6 separate regions of the Mus musculus genome follow, and all the other regions are linked to region 6. The links are chromatin contacts, called in public Hi-C, HiCAR-type, HiChIP or PLAC-seq and promoter capture Hi-C maps. All regions are on one chromosome and are shown on one strand. Each heading gives the region's core, a stretch centred on a gene start, on an enhancer-like site or on the middle of the called end of the contact. The rest is flanking DNA. Distances are from core to core; before and after follow the strand shown.

Region 1 (3,117 bases), core at 150-2,649, 1.8 Mb after region 6:
GGAGAGAGTTGTCTTCCCAAGGAACTGAGCTTACTACACTCAACTCCAAAGGCTGACACCTACTCGTCAGAAAAGAAAACCGACGCAACCACCCACTCCTAACACCGACCAGCCTCCACTCCCACCTCCTCCCCTCAAAAGCTACCCCGTAACCCCTGCCGAAGCACACCCTCCGCTCGCAGCCCCTCTGTTGCACTGAACCAACCTGCTGGGTAACAGCTGTGGGCACACGTCGCACTCTGAGTGAGGAAAAGCAGCGACCGCAACAAGGTAAGGGAGTCCCAGTACTTCCCGCTACCCGGAGCAGCCCACTGAATGACAGCCGGGAGCGCGCAAGTTTGAAGCAAAACCGATCAGACCCCACCGAAACGGAAAACTGAACTGCATTTGAACAGGAATGGGAGGCGGGGAGGGCTACGCGAGTCCATCACATGACAGCGAAAAGAGGACCGGAGTCGTCGGGGCGTCCTCAAGGAAAGGGGGGGGGGGCGTGGGGAGGGTGCCGTCGCCATAGCAACACCCCCCATCCGTCCAGACTTCCAAAGAGGGAGGAAGAACTTCAAATCCCAACCGTCAGCTCGAGCGGCTCCTTCTTAAAGGGGTACACACAGATCCGAGGCCACTCGCAAGAGGGCAGAGGCGGCCGCCCCCCGCCCCTCAGGCGCCGCCCCCATCGCCCCTCGACCCTCTCCCGCCCCCCGCCCCCCGCCCCGCGAGCGCCCCGCAACCCCTGGTCCCGCGTCCCAGGAACTAGGCAGCGTCTTCGCCGCCAGCCCCAGGGCCGCAAGAAGGGGGTGTGTGAGCGCCCGGCCGGGGGCGCGGACCGGCTCGCCGCTCCAGGGTCCCCTCCGCCCCGGTGGAGAGCCGCGGTGACAGGGGCACCGGCGGGTGGCGACGGGCGCCGAGGAGTTTCGGGGCAGCACGAGCGGGCGGGCTGCTTCCGCGGGGTGCTCGGAGAGTGGGTCCGAACTAACAGTTCCCCGGGAGCTCGGAGCCGGGCAGGCGGGCGGCGGGGCGCGGACCGCGCCGGGCAGGGAGCCCCGAGACAAAAGGCGCCGCCGGGGCCGCCGCGCCGCCGCCGCCGCCGCTCCCATCGCTCCCCATTGAACTGACCCGAACCGGAGCTCCAACTACACCCCTCAGCCACAAACTCCTCCGGCAGCCGCACCGTGGCGCCGAGCCCGGCCCGGCCCGTGTCTCTCTTACCTACACAGTGCATGAGGCGGTGGCGCCAAGAGTCGAGTTCCCGCCGGAATCCTCTCCTCTCCGCCGCGCACCGAGGGCTCCGGCACTGAGCGGCAGCGGCGGCGGCGGCAGCAGCGGCGGCAGCGGCCATTCTCTCTCTTCCCTTGTCCATCTGCGTCCCGCGTCACGCGCCCTCATTTACATACGAGCGGCGCAGGCACGAGGCAGGGGCGCGAGCCCTCGGCGCGAGCCCCGGAGCGCGCGCCCCCCGGAGGGGGGTTGATTGACACGTGTCACTACCTTCCTCCTGCCCTCCCCTCCCCCTCCCACCGCTCCCTCGGGGAGAGGCGGGGAGGGAGCGCGGAGAGAAGGAAGCAACCTGCCGCTTCCGCTGACCCCGCCTCCTTACCCACTCCCTTCCCCTCCTCCCCCCAGAGTTTACTCAGGCAAGCCATACTGCTCCCGCCGTCCACGAAAACCCTGAGCGGGAGCGAGAAACCCGGAGGCCAGCCAGGAACCCGCGTGCTGAAGGAGCGGACCAGCAACGCCTCCCTTCTGCCCTCGCGCGGAGCGCTGGAAGTCCGAAGACTTCATTTCCCAGCCTCCATTGCGTGCAGGTCCCGTAGAGGAGCGCAAGAGAGCGACGCTGTGCCCTCTGGGCTTTGTAGTCCTCTCGCGTTGAGCGCTCTCCTAGCCTAGCCAGTTCGCACTTTTCCAGATAGCAGCTCGGCCCCAGACTTCTAATGTTTTGCCCCCAGTGGGTTTAGCCTCTAACTCCCTCCGCCCAAATGCTTGCTTCCTCGAGTTCCAAGAGGGGAGTACGGTGGAAGCCTCAAGAGTTGGCGGTGCTGGGCTAGGCAGCTCCTTAAGTGCTGGAAACTTTTCAGGGTCAATGTCATCTATCTTCACTTTCAGCGAAAGCGCTTGCCAATCATCCTACTGCATCCAGAAAAGATGTGCGAGGACATCAGTTTTGTGAAGCGAAGAGATCTTGAAAAGCGAGATTAGTTACAAAAATCGGGGGAACTAACCTTGCATGGGATTTAACACTTTGTAATTGTTATAGATGGATCCTGCTCTGTGCTAGAGAAAACTTCCTTGGGGAGAGGAGAATCTTTTGATTAAGTATATACTTAAAATTACTTAAAAAAAAAAAAAAAACTTTTGCACCAGAGCCATTTCTACACTTATGTCAGTATTGTCACAGGGGACCAAGAGCTTGTAAGCCATCCAGAGTTTACAGAGAAGTGCTGTACATTACTGGGCATTTATACTCACCTTTGCGGAAAAAAATATTTTAATTCTTAGGAACTCAAATTCTCAATTCTGTATTGCCCTATCTTGTGGTATAGTCTTATCTATCATTCTTTTTTCTTCTTAGAGTAGTTTATTGCTCAGCGTTTGTTGCATCAGAAGTAAAAATGTAGCATTACATCTTCATCAGAAATTTTCGAATGTGAAGTTTGAAGCCATGTGTTTATGAATATATGTTTGCAATCTTATCATTTGGGAGGCTAGAATAAGGTGATGTGTAGAGTAGAGATAGTCTAGATGGCGGTTCAGAAACTGAAATTTAAAATAGGAGTGGCTTATCTCCATAGTTTAGAGTGGGAAGATGGAATAGTTGTTTCCATCTGAAAGCTCATCAGGCACCATCAAAAGAGACATGAGAACAGGACCCAAAAGCATGGCCCAGCTTCTAGAAGTGTCTGATTAAAGTTACTTAATGAAAGTATGTGCTCATGCTAACTTGAAAGGAATGGTGGACTAAATAACTATGAGAGCCTAACAAACCATCCAAAACTTAATAGCTTAAAATATCAACTATGGGATAGTGAGGTGGTTTCACAGATAAAGGGACTTTCATTTCTGGGGGAATAGCTGTCTGCCAGGATCACAGAAACCAGTATTCCTATTCTTCAAGGGTCTACC
Region 2 (3,063 bases), core at 180-2,679, 1.4 Mb after region 6:
TCAAGAAACTGCTGCCATGGGCCCACTGCAGCCTGGGCCAATCCAGTGCTGAGATGCAGCCTTCCCAGCCCGAGCTCAGCCATCTGCTCAAGCCTCTGCGCTTATTTTTCAGTCAACAAGTGTTTCTCTATATTTGCTAGACAGAGTTCTGGATGTTGGGCATATAGATAACTAAAACCTGACTAACCCCGCAAAGTATTTCTTTAGGTTTTTTTTTCTAGAAAGGTCTTCCATTTAAATTTTCATTCCAAATGAGATCTCTTTAGAGAGGCCCTCCACATCAAAGAGCACTTAGCTGTCCACTCCCAAGCATTTTCCCTCAGTACTTATCTCTACAAATAATGCTGTATGTATTTATGAGGTTTTTCTTCCTATTTGGGGTATTTACTACTATGTCTAGATTATTAAACATGCCTATCTGGAAACTAGAAGGACTCAGTTAAGTTGAAGGGACACTAGTCCACTTGAGCATGGCTCTGGCAATCCTTGTTCGGCTCCTCCATTTCCTCTGCTTTACTAAGAACTGTTAGATTGTGTTCCTAAAGCTAGCCACCGAGGTTTGTTCACTTATTTGGCCACTTCCTGAGGCTGACTACCAAGGTGAAGATATCATCGTATTGAAGTCCAGCAATGAAAAGTCCCCGTTGGCTCACCTAATTAACTTGTCCAACTAAAATTGAACACATCATTCTAACACAGGGGTTCCCTTTATACCATTATAAATGTCCATTTTACTATGTGCCGCATCTGTCTCCTCTCTATCTAGAGGCAGTCTTTTATCCTCCAGTGACAAATACCACTCCCCATCCTTCTCTTCTCCTTCATCCTGTCTCCTGTCACTTATTCCCTACCCTCTGTCTAGGGCAAGGAAATCTTTCGGCGAAAACTTGGTCAGCTGATAATTTTTCTTTTTTTTTTAAGTGTTGTAAAATTAAACAACAACGACGACAACAAGGCTATTTGGCTTCTGAATTAGTGAACAGGCAAACATTAAAGCCGTTATGAAAACAGATGCAGTCACTTTCCCTCCGGTGTTATCATATACGATTAGAAAAGTGCCAGGAACACTGGTATCCTTCAGGATGTCACCTCACGCCAGAATTTAGAGGGAACTTGTGTTGTTCCAGCCAGAACAAGTGACTAGATTGGCATTTGGTACATCTCAAGCCCTTAATCACCCTAGAATGAACTGATGACTCATTTTTCTAAAGGAGCGCAGAAAAGACTCGGCTAAGGTCTTTAGGGACAGCCCAAGGGCTTGGCTGGAGGCAGGGAGGCCAGCGCCCTTGTTCGGTCTCTGCAAGTGACTGGTTTAAACCAGTCCCAGCATTTAGTATTTAGGTCAAAAAAGAGTAAACCCAGGTCGGCTATAAATTGGGCAGACCGCACAGAAACAAGGATGATGGTAAATCCTTTCTCCGGGCGAATAGGCGAACTGCCCGTCATGTGACCAGGCCTGCCACGTGATCAGGCTGCCCGCGCCTGCGCACACAGGCCCGGTGTCGTTTCCGCCCGCCGTTGCAGACATGGCGGCGTCCCTGGGAGGGATGTTCACTGGGCAGCCTCCAGGTCCCCCGCCGCCGCCGCCCGGGCTCCCAGGCCAGGCGTCGCTTCTGCAAGCAGCCCCTGGGGCCCCGAGACCATCTAACAGCACTTTGGTGGACGAGTTGGAGTCATCCTTCGAGGTAAGCCGAGATGTGGGCGTCTCTGTGCAGCCCTCACAGGCGTGCGGAAGGCGCGCAGGTTAACTCCTTTCTCGGTCCCGGCGTTTAGTAGAGGCGGGGCACCGGAGAATGGAAGTCGCCTGCCGTAGATTGGGTACTACCTGTGGCCGGTCGTCTCAGGTCTGCCCCCGCAACCGCGACATTTCTGGAGACCGTGGCCTTGAAGTTCGCCCAACTCCCATCCACCTCGGGGCTCGTTGGATCCCCTGCGGGTCTAGTAGGATCTGGTCTTCCCTGGAGCGGGCCCACTCGGCTGAGGTCCTCTGAGTTTCCAGGTCACATACTGGACGCTTTTCCTGTTTTTCTCTAGTGTTCTGTGTAGACCTTCCAATGGCCCCTGGCACCTGCCTACCTGTTAGCTTGTTTGGGTGCCATCCCTTGACTTCTCTGGCTTTCGCTTTCTATTCATTTGGTAAATGCTCTTTGTTGGCATAAGTTGAGTTCTCACTGTGGGAGGAAACCTTAGTAGAACGCTTGGGTCCATCCACTCTTGGATGCAGGGATGGAACTCAGGTGTGGTGGCAAACATCTTTACCGGATTAGCCATCGCACCAGTCCTAAAATACTGGGCTTTTAATAGAAGGGCACGCGTTGTTTTTAACCTCCGTAAGACTGACTGTCCATAAAGGTCCATGCTTTAAATGTTTTTCAAAGGATGGGGGGGGGGGGTGGGCTGGGAGGTGCAGCAGGAACTAAAGTTTCTGAAGTTAGTTTTTGTCTTTTTGTTTTGTTTTGTTTTGTTTTGAGACAAGTTCTCAGCGTAGCCCTGGCTGTTTTGGAACAAGCGCTGTAGACCAGGCTGACTTTGGACACACAACTGTCTCTGCCTCCCTAGTGCTGGGATTGAACAAGTGCAGCACCACTGCCTGGCTTGCAGTTAGGTTTGGTTTTTTTTTTTTTTTTAAGTCTGCATGGCCTACTGCCGTTGGTGAAGCCCCCCCCCCCCCCGCCCCCAAGCTTTGTGGGCCATAGGTTTTCTGAAATCTGCACATCATGCTCACGCCCCAAAAGTCCAACAAGACTTAACTTTTACCGTACACAGAATAGGCAGTCTGGTTGGTCGAGCTGTTACAGGAGTGGGAAATCCTTTGACTGTTTCCATCCATCAGATCTGGAGCTAGCCAGGAGGATTCATTGCTTCTGAGAGGAACTTTGGGTGTAGTTTTGACTTGTGTTCGGAACCTAAATTTGGTTCTGTGTCTTTGTGGTTTTTTTTTCGGTGCTTGCTCAAGGCTGTCGGGGTCTGTTCTCAGACTGTGTTCCTCTGTCAGCTGCTGTCATGCTTGTCTGTCTGAGGGCTGCTTGTGCCCCTGTGGCGCACTCACATGTACAGCTCGGT
Region 3 (3,156 bases), core at 619-3,118, 1.2 Mb after region 6:
AGAAGCTGGACTATAATGTCCATCCATTCAGTGTTGTCCCATCTGGTACCTTATAGACAGCATTGCTATTTAATTCCTGAATGTCCCTGCAAGGTCCCCAGAATGTGGCCATTGAGACTTGAACTCTTAGAGCATGGAGGTCTTGGGGGATGGGAAGGATGGGGAGATGATTCAGCTGTGAGAGCTTTGAAGAGTAGAGTTGGAATTCCAAGAAACTCTTGTAAGCGTTGAGTGGGCATGGCCTTTCCTCCCAACCCCTCCCCCATGATCCCTGGCCCATAATTCCATATTCAAAGCAAACTAGCTAGCAAGATGGCTATGTCAGAGTCCTGGATTTGATTGAGAGACCTACCTCAATGACTAAGGGGGTAGAGTAATTGAGGTTGATTACTGACTTTGACCTCAGGCCAGCCTCCACATGCACATGCAAATGCATACATGTGTGCCCATACGCATTCAAAAATACCATATACATGCATACACACACACACACACACACACACACACACACACACACTATCAATCAGGGCCTAGTGAGAGATCTTTAGATCATCTTAGCTTATGCTTGAAGGGAACTGTGCAACCTCCTCCTCTTCCTCTTCCTCTTCCTCTTCCTCTTCCTCTTCCTCTTCCTCTCCCTCTTCCTCTCCCTCTTCCTCTTTTGTATCCTAGCTATGAGGTAAAGTCTTTCCCACATACTCTCGTCAAGGCAGAATCAAAGGATGGGGAAGAAAAGCTTGCCACCATGGAACTGGCTGTACAGAGAGAAATCCCAGTAAAGAATCCTGTTGCTCAAGTGTCCTGATCCAAAGAATGTTGAATGTGGATGCCAAGGAAACCAACCAGGGCTGCCCTGGGGATGCTCCCTCCATAGCACTACGCTCTTCCTAGTTAAGCATTCACTTTGCCCGCAGAGGGCTCTACCCAATCAGAGCTGCAGTTCCTATCTTAGAGAGAGAAAGAGTGAAGGCTCCTGCTGCAATGATTGCAATTATTATCACAAATATAATCAAGCACTAATGAGAAATCAGAGGTGGTAGGATAATGAAGGGCAATTGCATATTATGAAACATTGAGTTAATTTGAAAGTATATGGTACAAAAATATTAATAAAGCCTCCAAGTTATGCACAAAATTCAAAATTATGCAGTTTCAAAAAGGTTGTTTGATTCATCAGGAATTGTTTAGTCTTGATGCTGTTATGCAAAGTGGGTTATAGGCTGTGTTTACACACTCTTGCTTGAGCCGGTAAACAGAAATACCCACTATCAGAAATACTACTGTCAGATCTGTGAGGAAATTAATCTTAATTATCTAGGTTTTGAATTATGTAAATTCTTCAAAAATCTATCCCTTGCATAAATAGTTTTCTCTGTAGAAGAGAGCTTGGAAGGCATTTCAGTAACTGACAGTAGTAGTTGCAAATACGCACAAGCAAGAAAGAGGTAAAGGAGAGAGAAAATGAAAGGATAAAGGAAATTTGAAATAGTTAAGAAGCATAGGAAGAGAAGGCCGACTATAAGCCAATGATTGCCAAATACTAGTGTTCCTTTTCAGTCTCTGGCCATGATGAAGTTCTCTGTATTGCTAGTAAAAAATGGGGAAAACAAAGACACTGATGTTCACAAAGCTTGGGCATGCTTTCAAACATCCTGGATTATCAAAACATGTCCTCCATAATCTGTTGACATTAAAATCCTTTACCAGCTGTGTATGTTGGCAATGGCAGGTGACAAGTAGGATTGGGTTGGGTTTTATTTGACTTATGGGGGGCAGGAAGCACATGTGTGTGCACAGTCACACACTACACCATGTGTGTGGAGGTCAGAAGACCACTTGCATGAGTCAGTTCCCATTTCCGTCCTGTGGGTTCTGGGACTCAAAATCAAGTCATCAGTCTTATTTGGCAAGCACGTATACCCACTGAGACATCTTGCTGGCTGAGGATTTGGGCTTTATTAGTATCCTCAATAAATCAAACTTTGATGATCATAGCTCAGCCGATGGTTTGTTTGTTTTTTTTTTTTTTTTTCAGAAATATCATTGCTCCATATGAAGGCACATGGAACCACAGCCCCACAGGAAGAGGCTTAATCAAGCAAGATACTAGATCAAACACACAGAGAATAACTCTAGGTGTTGATTTTTTAAAATATTTAAATGCATATCAATAATTAAGAGAAAATGCTTAGAACAGTAGCAGTAGTATCTGTGGTATGTGTGTATTTCAGTAATTGAGGAGAGATGGATAAAACAAAATCATTACAAATTCAACAAAGAGCAGAAATAACCAGAAACCAAGAAACATAGCAGCAATAATAGATCCAAATGTTTCACTAATCATAACAAAAACACCTGCCTTATAGCCATCACACAGAAGCATACAAACTGGTGATGATATGCTAACTAAGATAAATTAGAATACCTATGCCCTGGTTATAAGAACCATATTAAAGTGAAACTAAGAAGCTAAAAATAAGGTGTCACAGGCCTGTTACCAGGCCGTAAAGTAAAATCCACAAAGCACCTATAGTCACATGAAATAGTTTCAAAATGCATAAAGCTATAAAGTTTAGTAGACAGCAGGCACAGATGGGAATCATTCTTTGGCATAGCAGAATTGTTAATGTGAAAGACATTCCGTCAAAAATGATTGTCATTTTCTATGAAAGTAGGAACTTGGATTTTAGCCTTGGTAAGCTTAACTAAGTACTTACAACAAGAGCTTATATAAACAGAGATTAGACATTTTTAAACATTCACAAGAGATTTAAAATATGGGTCAGACTCAAATATCTCAGCCCCCAAAATAGAAATTATCACACAATCCAATGACTCTCGAAATTTATAGCAAAAGATAGTGTGCCAGCCCATAAAATAACAACTCAAAAATTCTCAAGAGATCTTTCGGTTACTTCTAAGTAAAAGCAAAAATTAAGATTAAAAGTACAGATTTTTCAAAAGTAACACTGATAGTGGCATTATATAACACAATCTTTGAGATGTAGCCTCAATGACATTCAAAGATCTTTAACGTGACTATTAGTTTAAGTTACCTATGATCTAATTGAAGTAATTAAAGGCAAATAAACATAAAGGTACTAATATATAAAATAATTAATGGAATGTAAAAAGAAGTGTGAATGTAAAACAGGA
Region 4 (3,098 bases), core at 52-2,551, 1.5 Mb after region 6:
TAGTAGGCATTGTGCTAGGAGTTTGAGACCAAATGGAAAATACCAAGTAAACAATTTAAACTACTCAAACCCTGCAGGAAAGACATCTCTACAGATATGTGGAGGGAATCTGTGCGGAGTTGTTCCTAACCGGGAAATTGCCAGGGATTAACAACCTGCATTGGCAACATCTCAAGTATACATACTGGATATATTCAACCAAGATCCTGAGATGAAGTAGGGATATGGGCTGGCTGACCTCCCAAGGTCTTTTCCATTACCACAAGCATACACAGCATCCTACCCTTTCCCATTTATGATCCAACACATGCCTGTAGTCAGTTTGACAGTAAGTCCCCTGGGCTTCCTTCCAGGTTTAGTACGATGCCACGAAAGACTGCTAGCACTCAACAAATGATTCAAATATTTGTTGAATGAAGGAATTAATGAATCGTGTTTAAATAGGTCTCACATGATCTCCCCAGATATAGAGAATAAAATCACAACATTCCAGGCATGATGGTTTGAAGGTTTGAACAGGGCTGGCAAGGGAACATGATCTCTCTCTCTCTCTCTCTCTCTCTCTCTCTCTCTCTCTCTCTCTCTCTCTCTCTCTCTCTCACACACACACACACACACACACACACACACACACCCTCTAGCCTTGGGAAAGCACAGCCCACCTGCTAAGCAAGCAGGCTGCGGGAGTTTCCTTGGCAAAGAATCCTGTCTGCTGCTTCCAAATGCAGTCTCCAGAAGGTCACTTCACTCAGATACAGAACAGCTTCCTTTGGTCTCTGTGACAAAGTTTGTGGGGATTCAGTGCGGTCCTCCCCTGGGGTGCTTCTACACTCCCACCCCTACTCTGGGTGCCTGTGGCACACAGCTGGTCTGCCCGCAGCACCCCGCCTTACCTTAGTGAGCTGAGCGATCTTCTTGCACATTTTCACGTGCATCTCCGGATCACAGTCCATTCTCCAGCCCGAGCCACCGCGGGCGTCGGCTTTGGAGCTCGCGCAGGTTCCTGGCGGGTGAATTTTGCTGTTGAGGGCAGATGCCATCGCTTTAAGGAGCCCTGCACTGAAATGCTCTGACTCGCGCGCTCTCACCGCTGGCCGTGTGCACGTGCGTTCGAGCACGGGCGTGAGAGCTTTCTCCAGAGAGGTGGCACTGCAGTCCTGCCAGCACAGCCGCGTGGCTCTCTTTCCGGAGGTGTCTCCTTCCCGGGCCCACTCGCGCACCACCTTCCTCTGCTCGTGCTCGTTCGCGAGCTAGCTGGCTCACGGGCACCCGCACCATGCAGCGTAGCGCTGGCGCCTTGCACGTGAGGTTTACCATCTGCGGATGCTTCCGAGAGGGTGCGGGCTATACCTGCAAGAGGACAGCTTCTGAGGGGTGTTGGGGGACAGGAGGTGGGGGCGGTGCCCTGGGCAGGGTTTTTTTTTTTTTTTTTTCCCTTCCCTCTCCTTGGCCAACTGGGTGGCTTGGAGCTTCCAACTCCACTGTGAGCGATCCAGCCCGAGGTGGATAGCTCAGGCCAAGAGGAAGAAATGCTGGCTTTAGTCCCTAGCAGATCGGCAAATCAGAATGAAAATATTAGAAAATCCTGTAGTAGTAGATGGGACAGATGAGAGAGCGGGTCTTATTCCTGCAGCCCTGATGCTTAGAGCGAGGGTGAAGAGAGGAGGCGGGATGCTGAAGGGCAGAAGTGGGGATGAGGGAGCTAACCACTCCGATTCTAGGAGGTTGAGATCTGGAGCTCAAAGTGGGAATAGAGCTGGAACCTCAGAACTACACGGTGGGACTGAATTGGAAGCCCCCCTTCCTGACCTTGGATAGGACCTGCTCAGTGATGCTAGAGATCTCCCCACATCGTCCACTCAAAGGTCACTAGTGACCGAAACTTGGGGGTGGGTTGGGGGCGGGGCATCGCCAGATTTCGGTCTCAGAGTAGGGAAAGAGGTAGCGACAAGGAAAAAAAGTCCTGCAAGAGCTAGAAAGGGTGGTAGTGGGAAAGGAAGTTACAAGGGGCACCAGATGGGTCTGGAAAGTCAAGCCTACCCAGTTAAAGCAAAGGAGCTCATCTAACCTGTGCCATTACCTCAGACAGACCCGAGGCTGAACCTTGTTGCGTTTTGAAGTTGTTGCCCCTTAGACTGGGAAAGCAGGTAGGTAGAGAACCAAAATCGTTTCTGGCTTTTTTTTTTGGTTTTGAACAATGGACTTTGAGAAACAAGACAGAATCCTGGTCAGATTTTTCTGAAGTGGCAATAGTGTCATTATTATGATTTTGCCTGGCTAATATATTTTATTTTATAAACTTCTCGCCCTCCAATAACAATACTCATTTTATAGGTGGGAAAAATTAACTATTTGATCAGGTGATTACAAACGGCAGTTGGGTGTGAAATGGGGACAGTGATACCACAACTGTGAACCCCTGTCTACCTCCCAGGCATTACAGAGCACCCAGAGGAGCAACCAAGAGAACCTTAGGCTTATCCCACAACTCCGTGGGACAAAAATCTTTGGTGATCAGGGTCACAGGAGTCCATGTATTAAATACAGGCTTCCTATTTATTTCCAAATTTTATAGAATGCTATTTTTAGTATATAAATAATATCATTTTTACAGAAATTCAACCACTGTGCAAATGAGAAGAAAATTAGCCTTCATGGAATGAGAATACTGAACCAAAAAAATATTCACTAATTTGGATTATCACATCAGTGGCCCTGTGACTCTTGGTATTTGAGAGTGAACACACACTTGCCACATTGGTGGCAAGTCTCCTAACGTGCAAGCACCCGAATACTACATCATCATCAAGTTACTCAATTTATATACTAAAAGGCATACTATTTAATTTCATTTCATCCCTTTCATTTCTTCCTTGCATTAATATCAAGAAATTAGACAATTTTTTAAAATGTGTGTTGGGACTAGGTATGGTGGTGAACTCCTGAAATCCAAGCCCTCTGAGACAGGAGCGGAGTTTCTCAATCTTCTCTCCCGAAGGAACAACAAAAACAGATCACCTTGTCACAAAATGGCAACATTTGCACTGAGATGTCATTAAGTATATTAATATAACAGCACAGAGTATGCCATTTTGTAA
Region 5 (3,000 bases), core at 212-2,711, 1.6 Mb after region 6:
TCCACAACTCTAATCAAAACATAGTCATACTGACCTCTGGTGGTCAGATTCCTTATATTTCACTGATACTGAAATAACTAGATAAAATACTCATGAGACATTTTTTTTTTAATCAACAAAACAATAAAGGCAGCAAGCACCTAAAATGAAAGGTCACAGATTGTCACAAAATATTAATATGTTCTAAGTTTTAGTTTGTCTGTTTACATAAAAAACAAATGACACACACACACATATTGGTTCTCATCTTATTATCATTTATTTAAAGTTTTATTTATCTTGTATGTGTGGTACATGCATGTTTAGGTCAGAGACAGACATTGAGTGTTTTCACTGATTACTTTAGACCTTACTGTTTGAGAAAGGCTCTCAGCCACCCTGAAGCTTGCTACTTTGGCAGATCAATGAGCCTAAGATCCACTGTCTGGCTCTCAGCACCCTCAAGTGCTAGGACTACATACAAATGTTAACATCTGGTGTTTGTATGTGAAATATCACATGTGACTTCAGATCCTCATGTGTGTTCAGCAAGCACTTTACCCATGAATCATTATCTCCCCAGGTCCTCTAGGGATTCCCAGAGTACCTACAGAACAACATAGTCTGGAGGCAGCCCTCTTCCTGATACGTGTCACCAATGTAGATTTCCAGTACAGACGGAATAGGTGGCTGCATTTATGTTTCCCAAGTCATCAAGCAACACACCAAGTAAGTTTCCCGGTTTTGGAGTGGTATGTCCTATGTCCCAGGTGAGGCATTTAGAAATAATTTTATATATCCAGCACGCGATCTTAGTCAAGACCCCCAAATTCCTTTTATACTGTCTGCGTTCTCCTCTGCTTAGCAGAGTTGTTAGGCAGATTTGTCAAGCACATCCGTCACGCTGGAGCATCTCCAAGCGGCTGCAGCCTAAACTGACCCTGCCTTTCTCTTCCCAGTCCCCCAGACTGTCTCATCGCGGACGGGCAGTTCCCGCCCGGACCCACGGGGTCCGAAGGACTGCGGAGGCCCTCGTCCAGGACGCCCTCGGAAAGTTTGACATCCCCAAGCCCCGGGCGGGCTCCGTACGACATCTCCCAAACGACTCCTTCGCTCGGGATTTACCCGTTCTCAGCCAGTCGCTGCGGCAGTCCTCCGCTTTCTCCCTTCACTCCCAACCACAAGATCCCGCAAGGCACCGAAGGCCACCAGTTTAATTCAGAAAGCTGAACGCCCACTTCAGGCGCGCTCCTCCACAGCACTACTTCCGGCCCCGCCCATGCCTCCCATACAAACACCTTTTCCTATTGGGAGAGCGGCAGGCCACACCCCAGGCGTCCCAGCAGCGGGGCGGAGCGGAGGGTGGAGTCAGCTCCGGGACCCTCAGGTCTCCGCTCTCCGACCCTCCCTCCGGCGGAAGTCTCGCGAGATCTCATCCTCCCGCGATAGTTGTTTGAAAACTCTGGCGCTAACCCGTCACTCGGAGCCTTGCAGGGCTAGGGTGTCGGAAGCCGCGGGAAACTGAGTCCTCCTCGGATCGCGAACCACAGTCTCTCTCGGGCAGTTCCCGTCCCGGCGCCATGGCAGCGCAGAAGAAGCGGCTTTCTGTGAAGGAGGCGTTTCAGCTGGCGCAGCAGCCGCACCAGAACCAGGCGAAGCTGGTGGTGGCGCTGAGCCGCACGTACGGCGCGGTAAGCGGCCTGGCTTCGGCTTCCGGGCTTCGCCTTCTGCCCTTGCGCGCCCCGCGACGGAGGGATGGGATCCGAGGCTCGCCCGAGGTCTCCCGGCCACAGCCAGTGAGCAGAACGCCCGGCGTCGGCCACACGCAGTCACCCGTCTTCTCCATCCTCATCCCGCCAGGGGATGCGGGGAGTTATCCGTTATCCTCAGTTCCTCAGTGACTTGTTGATCTGCGCAGGGAATCTCAGACGCCTTTATTTCCTTGGAGGTCTCTGGTTCATCTCAGGCAATCGATGAAGTTGTTTCAACCAACTCCTAAGCTTTAAAACCACCTTCATTTCACCAGCTAGGGAAACCATAAGCACCCAGTCTTTCCCGTACATGGCAATTGTGTGTCGAGTGTAGCGGCGGGGAATTACTGGACAGCGAATGTGAGGAAGATACATTGTTTTGGAGTTCACGGAAAGTTAAGGACATATAAAAGTGATCAAGGGTAGGGAGCAAAATGTGTAAGTTATGACAGAAGGAAATTGACGGATGCTAGGAAGGCCTAAGTAAAATAAACACAAAGCTGTTGATTTTGAGTCATTTATGGCGAAGCTTGTTTTGCATTAATCCGGTAAGAAAAATACCGATAATCCAAAGGCGTTGAGAGAAAAATGAGATAATTTTGCACTGTTCAGATTTATGCTTTGTGTTTTCTCAGAGGTACAAATTATATACTGAAGAGAAGTTTGTGCGGATATATTTTCCCTTCCTTGATTTGGATAATTGATAGTTTATTAAGAAACCTTAGAGTTTAACCTAAGGGTAACACTTTCAGCAGTATTATGGCAGTGTTGGGAATAAAGAATTTTTATTAATGCAGCTTCTGGAGGCGTTTCTTCTCTCTTTCAGATGGATGATAAAACAGCTTTTCAGGAGGAGTTTATTCATTACCTTAAGTATGCTATGGTGGTATATAAGCGTGAACCTGCCGTGGAGAGGGTCATGGACTTCACAGCCAAGTTTGTTACTTCATTTCACCAGTCTGATGAGGAAGAAGAGGAGGAAGAGAACGATGGTGGCATTTTAAATTATTTGTTTACTTTTCTCTTACAGGTACTGTAAAAGCTACTACTTTGGGGAAGTAATATATTTAGCTATGTTTGTTATTTTCCACAGTAAAATATCAGTGATAGAGAAAATGTATGTGAATAAGATAAGTCTTTTCTGGAAACCTCAACTGTCATTAAGATAAAAGGATAACTCCAGCATTAAAAATTTAACTTTAAATTCTCACTTTTGGTGTAAATGTCCTCTCTCTGCGATTAAGTTAAAGAAATTCTATAGAGAGGGATA
Region 6 (3,173 bases), core at 419-2,918:
CAGTTGCTTCACTCTGTGAAGTGGGCTTTTGCATGGGGTTGACGGGTTAACATGCTAACAGGTAAAGAACTCAGCACAGTGTGTGCTGTTCATAAAGTTCTGATGCTCCAGACGAGCCACCGTGAACCTCTTAGGCTCCATGCAGACAGACGCCAGCTCCGTAGTGCTTCAAAGAGGTAAATTCACAAATGAATAAGAAAAATAAGTAGTCCGCCAAGCCGGACTGTATGAATTTGCCAATATTCAATTGGTCAATCAAAAAAGTTCTCACATGGCTCAAAGCAAATTCATTGTTCAAGTTGTTTGGGTCTCTAGTGAGTTAGGGTGGAGGGGTCCACAAAGGACTTTAACCGTTCGCTTGCTTAACAAAGGCCAGCAACCGCCCACAAGAAGCCGAGCAAACCATTCTCCGCCTGGGCATGAGAAAAGTCCACAACTGAACAAGAGAGCAACAGAGCGAGCTCCCGGAGGAAGCAGTAGCTGCAGGAAGCGCCGGTACCTTTGCTCCGCTGCCTTTCCCTACAAGCTGCCGCCAGACCCGGCGCCCTCCTGCCCACCTTCCCCCCTTCTCAGGGGCCTTTCCCGGGCTGCGGAACACAAAAGAACCGACTGCGAGGCGGCGCGCGAAGCTGGGAGCCTCCAGGAATCCGCCGTCGCCTGGGGGAGGGGATCGCCCCTGAGTCCTGTAGTCCGGAGCGCCACCAAGGCATTTCCCCACCCAGTCCTGTTTGAACGCCGGGTTGAGGATTGGAACCTCTCCGACCCATTCTCGGGAACTTAGCTCGAGCCCCGATCCTCCAGCAGCCACGAAGCTCTGCTCAGTCCACATTCCTCTTTGTTGTCCCTGGTCCCCGCATTCTGTCAAGGTATGCCCTGAGCGCTCCTGCTCTCCATCTCTAGGAAAGCTGAAATTCTCGGTGCTGTGTGACCCTAAGGGCTGACTGGAGCCAGGACTTCCAGCCCGGGTGCGTGCGCTTGGCAACGGCCGCAGGGAGGCGGTTTGCCCTTGCACCGGCATCGCCCTCCCGCTGCGGCCAGTAGCACTGTGAGCTGCACATAGGTAGCAGATGGTGGCTGGTGGCCGGGAGTCCCACGTCCTGTCCCCCTCCCCCAGCCTACCCCCCACCTTGGCCTTTCCTGGAGTTTTCCTTACCGCAAAAGAGTTCTCAAGACCCAGACCGAACCTCCTCTCGCCGCCCTTCCCGAAAGCGGGCCGGTGGCCTGAAAGTCTCACCGCCTCCTGCTCTTGTCTCCGGAACCCAGCGACCTCCACCCCTCCACAGGATGGAAGGAGTACCGGAGCGGAGCAATGTGCCGCGGAGAGGAGCCGGCCACCGCCGCGGGAAAAAGTTTGCACGCTCTATAACCAGTCCTCCAGACCCTGGGCTCGCCCACTGGCCGAGACCCACACCACCCTGCAGCCCCTCCAGCTTCGGGAAGACAAACTAGGTTCCCGCCACCTGCTGTGGAGGCAGAGGAAGACGTTGCTCGAGCTTCTCCACTCCTCATCCCTGCCCTGGGTGTTCTAGAAGAGGGGGAGCTCAGCGCCCCGCGCTGGGTCGGCACTCGGAGCAACTCACCTCTCCGGTCCAGCTCTCCTCCGGGTCTCGGAACCCTCCAGCCCCTCGCCTCTAAGCTGGGCTCCTTCCACTTAATTCATGAATTATTTAAGGTCCAGCCCCAGGGCACCACAAGAGTGATTGGGTGAGAGCCCGTCCCACTGCTCCGCCCCGGGTTGGCTAAGGGTGCCTGAGTCAGGACCACGGGACTCCAGGACTCTGGGAACCTGTTGCGTCCTCTAGGGTCTCTGGCAGAGGTTTGGGGATGGAACTAAAGGAACACCGACTCCTTCAGAAACGTACTTACTCAGGGCTGAGCTTAAGGCCAGGTGCCGGGGTCTCCACAAGGCTCGGTAATTTAAAGAGCAGGAGCCTAGGGCTCTGAGTCTGAGCGCACTGATTGGACCTTCTGAGAGGCTACAATGCCCTGGGGACACCCACGGGACAGAGCATTTATTTCCTGCTGAAATCCCTGCTCAGTCCCAGAACACCCTTCTCTATCACCTAATCCTAAATCGCTGCTTGGAAGGCCGCTAGCTCCTAAAATCTCTAACCTCCACACTTTCCTGGCTCTTTAGACACGATACCGGTACTCAGTGCATTTTATTTAAAACAACTAAAAAACAAACAAACAAACAAAAATCATCTAAGGGGGAGAAAAATTGGCTGTAGTGTATCCCTGTGCTATCAGGGACAAACACAACGCTGGTCCTTTTGATCAATTACATTCCTGGATTCAACCAAAAGTGGGTAGAGAATAGACCAAGGAAGAATAGCGCCTCTGGGACATTTTTACCATCAAAGGATGCGTATTAATTGTGTGCGGGTTGTTAGGTAGATGGACGGAGAGATGAAAGAATGGCTGCACAGATGTTGGAAGAATAGGTATGTGGACACATGGCCTTTTAAAAATAGTTTACGTGTATGAATGTTTTGCCTGCATGAATGTATGTGTAGCACTTTACCGTGGAGTTGGTCAAAAGAAGGTGTTGGCTTCCCTGTCACTGGAGTTACAAAGGGTTGTGAGCTGCCATACGGGCTGGGTGCAGGGAATTAAACTCTGCAAAGAGGGAGTGCCTCTGCCAAAACAACCGATGCTTTATACCACTCACCAATCTCCCCAGCCCTGACAAATGAACTTTAATTTAGTAATTTTCTCACCACAAAATATAGCATACACTGAGGATGGGCAGGGGAAGGTGAAATTGAAATTGACCTCTACACGGCGAAGGTGTAGAAAGAGTTCATTCAGAAAGACCACTGAGAAACCACGGAAAACTGAAGCAAGCAGTGTTGGAGTACTAGAGAAGTCTAAGATGGCCAGTTCTCCCCTTTACAGTCTCCTGGGCTCCACAGCTTTCCTGCTCAGAGGCAGACAGGCTACTGAGGATGGTGTTAGCTTGAGACTTGAGTTCTCTCTCCTGGGAGCTCCTAGCTGTCCCCGAGCTGCCTATTTTACCAGCATGGGCACTCATGGCCTTATCACTCTGAATCCAGCTTCTGTGTCTGCAAACCAGCACAGGGCTGGCTACCCGTACTCCTTCTCGTTCCTTGTACATCCACAAAGTTCGGGCAGCGGTGTGATAAGGCTCTACGCCATGTGTTCTAAGCGGA

Evidence for each region. Promoter capture Hi-C pulls out the DNA fragments that hold promoters and counts their contacts. A called contact is a pair of places that touch in the nucleus more often than the background predicts. HiCAR-type assays count read pairs that join an accessible place to other places. HiChIP or PLAC-seq counts read pairs in DNA pulled down with a chosen protein or histone mark.
Region 1: a HiCAR-type map of astrocytes shows a contact between it and region 6, with 4 times the contacts expected there. The contact joins the promoter of Lcorl here to the promoter of Prom1 in region 6.
Region 2: a contact with region 6 is called in an H3K4me3 HiChIP or PLAC-seq map of embryonic forebrain, with 4 times the contacts expected there. The contact joins the promoter of Med28 here to the promoter of Prom1 in region 6. A contact is called at or near these places in 2 of 39 promoter capture datasets (cranial neural crest and embryonic stem cells) and 3 of 115 datasets of contacts at active chromatin or transcription factors (astrocytes, embryonic forebrain and embryonic stem cells).
Region 3: a contact with region 6 is called in a Hi-C map of bone marrow-derived macrophages, with 8 read pairs. The contact joins the enhancer-like site here to the promoter of Prom1 in region 6. A contact is called at or near these places in 3 of 39 promoter capture datasets (the C10 cell line, embryonic stem cells and liver), 1 of 484 Hi-C or Micro-C datasets (bone marrow-derived macrophages), 2 of 115 datasets of contacts at active chromatin or transcription factors (astrocytes and embryonic forebrain) and 1 of 9 other capture datasets (adipose tissue).
Region 4: a promoter capture Hi-C map of embryonic stem cells shows a contact between it and region 6, with 3 times the contacts expected there. The contact joins the promoter of Fam184b here to the promoter of Prom1 in region 6. A contact is called at or near these places in 1 of 39 promoter capture datasets (embryonic stem cells), 1 of 115 datasets of contacts at active chromatin or transcription factors (embryonic forebrain) and 1 of 9 other capture datasets (liver).
Region 5: a HiCAR-type map of astrocytes shows a contact between it and region 6, with 4 times the contacts expected there. The contact joins the promoter of Ncapg here to the promoter of Prom1 in region 6. A contact is called at or near these places in 2 of 39 promoter capture datasets (hippocampal neurons and liver) and 2 of 115 datasets of contacts at active chromatin or transcription factors (astrocytes and stem cell-derived neural progenitor cells).

What each region holds. Positions count from the first base shown.
Region 1 is chr5:45,856,141-45,859,257 of GRCm38.p6, forward strand. Lcorl (ligand dependent nuclear receptor corepressor-like) reads right to left here and starts at 1,400. Exons shown (of 7, transcript NM_001163073.1): 1 at 1,207-1,400. The coding sequence starts at 1,357.
Region 2 is chr5:45,518,800-45,521,862 of GRCm38.p6, forward strand. Med28 (mediator complex subunit 28) reads left to right here and starts at 1,430. Exons shown (of 4, transcript NM_025895.4): 1 at 1,430-1,685. The coding sequence starts at 1,527.
Region 3 is chr5:45,338,798-45,341,953 of GRCm38.p6, forward strand. The region is part of intron 1 of D5Ertd615e (DNA segment, Chr 5, ERATO Doi 615, expressed); the gene reads right to left. Among named protein-coding and RNA genes, the nearest start is that of D5Ertd615e, 84 kb to the right of the region's middle. Within about 2 kb of position 1,869, at least 2 of the 459 cell types and tissues checked have an H3K27ac peak or open chromatin away from gene starts, as enhancers often do. A contact at or near this core is called in bone marrow-derived macrophages, where this site is marked.
Region 4 is chr5:45,638,200-45,641,297 of GRCm38.p6, forward strand. Fam184b (family with sequence similarity 184, member B) reads right to left here and starts at 1,302. Exons shown (of 16, transcript NM_021416.3): 1 at 894-1,302. The coding sequence starts at 1,040. 9630001P10Rik (RIKEN cDNA 9630001P10 gene) reads left to right here and starts at 1,076. Exons shown (of 4, transcript NR_102378.1): 1 at 1,076-1,337; 2 at 2,090-2,147.
Region 5 is chr5:45,668,464-45,671,463 of GRCm38.p6, forward strand. It overlaps Ncapg (non-SMC condensin I complex, subunit G), which reads left to right and starts at 1,462. Exons shown (of 21, transcript NM_019438.1): 1 at 1,462-1,670; 2 at 2,557-2,760. The coding sequence starts at 1,560. 1600023N17Rik (RIKEN cDNA 1600023N17 gene) reads right to left here and starts at 1,245. Exons shown (of 1, transcript NR_073433.1): 1 at 238-1,245.
Region 6 is chr5:44,100,068-44,103,240 of GRCm38.p6, forward strand. It overlaps Prom1 (prominin 1), which reads right to left and starts at 1,669. Exons shown (of 28, transcript NM_001163577.1): 1 at 1,581-1,669.